Regions from separate parts of the Danio rerio genome. Here region 1 is linked to region 2. The links are chromatin contacts, called in public Micro-C maps. All regions are on one chromosome and are shown on one strand. The core of a region is the stretch at or near the end of the contact, and the rest is flanking DNA. Distances in the headings are between cores, read along the strand shown. Region 1 overlaps ulk2 (unc-51 like autophagy activating kinase 2). Region 2 holds the start of aldh3a2a (aldehyde dehydrogenase 3 family, member A2a).

Region 1 (2,700 bases), core at 173-2,672, 41 kb before region 2:
AGGGCCGAGAGCTGCCAGTAGAGAGACGTCGCCCCACTGTTTGGACAGTATCTGCAGGGCTTGGGGAAGCAGACACCATTTTAGGGAAGCCCATGGGGCTTGTGTTGGAGCGACGCACTGTGCCTGACCTGTGACCATAAAAACAGACAAAAATTATACTATAGTGGTATTCAGACAAGCTTACAAATGCATTTCAAAGCACAAAATCAAAGTGTAAACTGTTCTTAAGCAACCACTGCACAATGATTTTTGACTAACTGATCTAAGGGAGTTTTGTGTGCACATGTAAGGCCAGTTCTCTTTAATTTCATATAGGTGTCCAAAAAGAGGTGTGATTCATCACATTATCTGTTCATATGAGCAAATAATATTTGGCAAACACAGTGTCACTGTATTTTTTAATCTTCCTCAATACTCAAAAATGATCACAGTGTCTAAAAAAAATCAAGAAAATATTTGAATAACCGACCCCCAAATTTTGAAAGGTTAGCCAAAAGAGAGATACTTAAGATTCCCATGCAATCCATAAACAAGCTAGATGACATCCCCATAAACAGCCCACATATACAGATAGTCACCTAGCACACAATTAATATTCATTAATTTGGTCTAAAGCAGAGCCAGTGGGGTTTTAACTAGTATGAAGTCTGAGCTGACTAACAGGCTCAGATAATGGGAATCAGCCTGGCCCTGGGCACAAGGACAGCACTGCCGCCATGGTAAGCTTAATCACTTTTGGAGACACAGGGCAGGTCACAGTGAAGTAGGCCGAGCAGCTGTTAAAGTCTGGCATGACTAATTGGAGATGGAGCAAACGTCATTATCTCAAGACTCTGCCAAACCTCAGCCTAAACACCCAAACACACCGGTTCACAAAGACACATTGCAGGGTTTTTATGTTCTAAACATTTGTATATATTAAATTCAGAAGCAAAATAATATAATAATACTATTTATAATTTACATAGTATCATTTATAAATCTATTCTTACTTTAAAACATTATCAGAATTGATTGCCTTCACAATTAAAAGCAAAAAGTGTCCTCCAATAGGACAGGTGTGTGAGATATTTTTGATGTCACGTTTATTAATAAATGAACAAATCAAAATGTCAGCACAAAGACGAGAAGATCCCACACCAGAACAACAGGGTAGGAAAATATGTTTTGTTTATGTTATGTTTGGGAAATAATGAGAGACAATTAATGAGTCAGACAAATCATGTCTCAGATCTTGGCAAGATCAAAACTTGCACATTCAGCAGGCAGTTTAGCAAAAGTTACATGTTCCCATTGTTGGGTGTCTTACCTGGGAGAGCCATAAAGTGTTGTGGTTGGGCTGCTGGAGAGGTTCTGTTTGATCCGCTGGTAGTTTCGCACCTGTGAGGGCACAGGAATTGGCGTGGTCTCGCTCCGTGGTGACACCATTGGCGTCTGTCCAGTAGATGGCTGCGGTGACCTGAGAAACCCAGAAAACAAGGTGGCAATCCAGTCAGGCTGCTTTTCCAACCCCATTTCTGAGACAAAAACCTTAAAATAAAAAACCTCAAGCTTAAAGAATCATTCAACATGTGATCTTTAAAAGTAAAGAACGTGAAGCTTCTGTGTTTCTGCTGAAAGGGCATGTCTGAAACAAATGGGCGGAGCTTTGGGGTAAACACAACCCTCTGACCAATCAGAAAGGAGCAGGGAGGAGTCTTGGGCGGAGTTTTTAGACAGTGGCACGTGCTGAGTCCTCCTACTTCCACCAGTCACAGACAAAGAAAACAAAACAGCATGTTCTTATTCTACCAGGAACACAATGTTTTTTTAGCGATGTCATGGCTGGGTCATGTATGGGAGGGTGCAAGTAAACCATGCAAATGTCCGATAAGAAGGAAGGGGAGCTAAAAAGGGGAAAATGAAGCTGCACATTAAGGTCTGAGCTTCAGACTGCTGGATTATGTAATGAGAGAGGGAGGAGAGTGGTCCACACGTGAGCCCTTAACCGACTGCACACAAACACACTTTCTTTGTTTGACCCACAGGCAGTTCAGCATGACACTAAACCAACAGCACACAACGGACGAGAGTGTGAATGTATAATGAATACAGAAAAATCTATGCTTTAACTTAGTATGAAATTGATAAAAGTGCCAGTAAAACCATTATTCATGTTACAAAAGATTATTAGTTTAAGTAAAGGCTGTTTTTATTCTACAGTCATCAAATAATCTAGAAAAAGCATAACTGTTATTTTCAACATTGATATTAATAATTGTTTGTTTTAAGCACTATATCAGCTCATGATTTCTGAAGGACTGTGCAACAATAAACACTTGGGTAATGGCAGAGCTTTTACTCAAGTAAATTTAAAAGTTATTTCACAAAATTTACTCAATATATTAGTAAATATCTATAAATCAAAAAATTTTAAGCAAAACAAATCTTTAAAAATATGAAAAATGTAATAATACTGCTCATTTGAATCCTTAGCAGATTATATGAATGAATGTCACATGTTGTTCATAATGTGTGGTTATTAAATACAATTGTAGCATTTTAAAGTAAGTGTTTGATTAATTTCTATTTCGATTATTAATTTTTACTAAGACCAAATATTTGCCTCCTCTTAGTTATCATATTAAAGAACTATTGAATCGTTATATCCATGATTGTTTTATATTTTTAAAGCAAAACAGTTTTAGATTTTAAAAACCA
Region 2 (3,003 bases), core at 225-2,724:
AAACACTGCTTTTCAAAACCACAGTTGTTTGGCCATTTATTCATTCACAATCAGTTCACAGAAAACCAAATATTTTTAGGTTAAACAGTCATTAAAACTTGTACAATAAAACTAAAATAACAAATGTTAATTGAAAAAATAATTAATTAAAAATATATTACAATTTAATTAAAATGTTATTACTCTATAGACACATTCAGAAAAATAACAATAAAAAAAGACATTCTAAATAAAAAAAATACTTAATAAAAAGTACAATAGTTATTTAATGAGAAAAAAAGCTGCTACTAGATACAATAAAATGTATTATTATTCAATCTCTTTCTATTATTCATTCTATTATCTTTTAATTGCTTTATTAAGCTGGGGTTGCCACTGCAGAATGAACCGCCAACTTATCCAGCATGTTTTACACAGCGGATGCCCATCACTGGGAAACATCCATACACACTCATTCACATACACTACGGACAATTTTAGCTTACCCAGTTCACCTGTTCACGTCTTTCAAATTGTGAGGGAAACAAGCACTTGGAGGAAACCCACGCCAACACAGGGAGAACATGCAAACTCCACACAGAAACATCAACTGACCCAGCTTATAATTATTATTATTATTATTAATTATAATATTTTCCCTGACCATGAGGCCAGAATAACAGAGGATCATATCAAATATATTCATAGAAACTTGTGAACATCACACTGATAAACATTGACCGCATTGACCCAACTGTTCTTGTAAGAGACTACATGTAACAGATCAACAGTAGATGGCGCTGTAATGGTGTGCAGCGTCTGAAATAAGACAAAAAAAAAATAAGAGGAAGAGTGACGAAAGAAAAGTAAGTTACTCCATCACAGAAGGTGGCGATATGCACCTTTAAAGTTGGTTCGCTACTCGCCATAAAACCACGAAGAAGAAGAAGAAGAAAAGTAAGTAGAATGGCAACCTGCTATAGTCACAAGGAGGCGAGAGAGTAAGAAATATATTAATGTTCTTTTCAAGATATAATTTTACTCTTCACAGTACATTTGAAATAAATATATTGAAGGCTATTAAGAATTCTCAATGTAATTTTCAAGTGTAAACTATTGTTCAAAGCGCTGCTGGACCAGTTTTATCGCGTGACACCTGTTACGTTTTTCAGCGGTGCATGACAGAATAGCTGAAAGGACCAATCAATGTCGTTTGTGGTTAGTAGGTAAAGAGGGGGATTTAATAGTTTTATAAAATTAATTGAGTCATTGTTGCAGTTTTCTTTCATGCACCACAGTTATTTTTAATGCTTGTATTTAAACGATGATACATTTTAGAGTACATATACCTGCAGCCAAACACAAAACGCCCTCAAATGTGAATTGTATCACTGGAGAATTCAGCCTTCTGATCCTCCAAGCGCCTCTGCTGGAGGAAATGTTTGCGTTTAAAGGATCTTCCCAAGATTTTTAAGTGAGCATGACGCAGATGATGTGAGGTTAATGTTCATATCTCAGCGTTCAGGTAACCTCTCTCGTTTAGAGTAAAATAAATTGTATATTCAGCAGCAGCATTGCACATTAATTCACAGCCTTACTGTTATCCTTATGATACGGTTCGGGTTGAAGGTTTCAGTCGTCAGATATTACGAATGCTATGCGCACAGAAATTACAATCAAAGTGAGCTTACTGTGTGACCACTAAACTAAACTTTACGGAACTCTTACTTCACTGAAAAGTGTTGTAATCACATCTCCAGCACATACATGTAAATGTAATGTAAAGGAAATGCAAAGTATTTTTACCTCGCATTTTTCTGCCTTTTTGTTCTTATTTTGGTTCTTTTTTATTTAATTTACTTATTTGTACAATTTTACCTTCTGTTTGGAGATGAAACATAGACACAAACCTAAATTGTGTTTACTTGTAGTTATCTTAAAAAACATATGAACCAAGAGAGTTTAAGTAAAGTTATTTTTTTATTTTTGATCTACAAAGACGTTTAGTATACAGTGGTAATACTGGAGTAAAGAAAAACATTCCCGAACGAATAAAGTATGACAATCACAGTCAACTACTAAAGTACCTCTATTAATTAGTAAAAGTGATGACGTTGAAAATTCATAGAAACAGCAAATGTTAGCTAAATCATAAACAAGCAAATGCTTCAAAGTGGCAAAGTACATGTTGCGAAATATGCTCGCTGAACTTACTTTGATATTTTTTTTGTTTGTTTCTATTTATATCTCACCCTAAGAATTAAGATTAACTCTTCACCTTTATTTTATTATCTTTCAGCTCATTGAATCACAGACCAGACTGACTCTTAATGATGTCTCGAGAGCAGCTTGCTGTTCAACAGGCCAGAAAGGCATTCTTGACCGGAAGATCCAAACCCCTGGACTACAGAGTCAAACAACTTAAAAACCTAAGCCGATTCATTAAAGAAAGAGCAGCAGACATCACTAATGCCCTGAGAAAAGACCTCTATAAGGTGAATCAAAATTGCCAGCTCTGCATATTCTGTTTGGATGATTAACTGGGTTGAACGTAATGTCTGTGTTTTTGTAGAGCGCAAACTCAACACAGTTGTTTGAGATCCTTGGCTTGGAGGGAGAGATCAATCTGGCTGTCAGCAAACTGGCTGAGTGGGCAGCACCTCGTCCTGTGAATAAAAACCTTCTGACCATCTCAGACGATGTGTTCCTACAGCCAGAGCCTCTTGGTGTTGTGCTCATCATTGGGGCGTGGAACTATCCAATAGCAGTTACCCTGCAACCTCTTGTTGGTGCCATTGCTGCAGGTGAAGCATAAACCTACCTTATGTTGACATTATTGTTAGAGTCGTGAGACTACAAGTTTAAAGAAATTAGTCCAAAAAGCGTCATTAAAGTCTGCAAGACATCCAAATTTACAATATTTATGTTGCTAGCACACATTGTTAGTCATATGGTGAACAATTAATCCAAACGTTCCAGTCAACTTAAAAAAAAAAACAGTTTGTTTTGCTAATTTGCATTTAA

What was found. A called contact is a pair of places that touch in the nucleus more often than the background predicts.
Region 1: a contact with region 2 is called in a Micro-C map of caudal fin, with 10 times the contacts expected there. The contact joins the enhancer-like site here to the promoter of aldh3a2a in region 2. A contact is called at or near these places in 5 of 18 Hi-C or Micro-C datasets (caudal fin, embryo, hematopoietic stem cells and 1 more) and 3 of 4 datasets of contacts at active chromatin or transcription factors (caudal fin, embryo and gastrula embryo).

The regions. Positions count from the first base shown.
Region 1 is chr15:23,346,648-23,349,347 of GRCz12tu, reverse strand. It overlaps ulk2 (unc-51 like autophagy activating kinase 2), which reads right to left. Exons shown (of 27, transcript XM_002664615.7): 15 at 1,310-1,459; 16 at 1-128. Among named protein-coding and RNA genes, the nearest start is that of usp2a, 32 kb to the left of the region's middle. Within about 2 kb of position 1,422, at least 54 of the 62 cell types and tissues checked have an H3K27ac peak or open chromatin away from gene starts, as enhancers often do. A contact at or near this core is called in caudal fin, where this site is marked.
Region 2 is chr15:23,305,517-23,308,519 of GRCz12tu, reverse strand. It overlaps aldh3a2a (aldehyde dehydrogenase 3 family, member A2a), which reads left to right and starts at 1,474. Exons shown (of 11, transcript NM_212649.1): 1 at 1,474-1,504; 2 at 2,279-2,474; 3 at 2,552-2,783. The coding sequence starts at 2,313.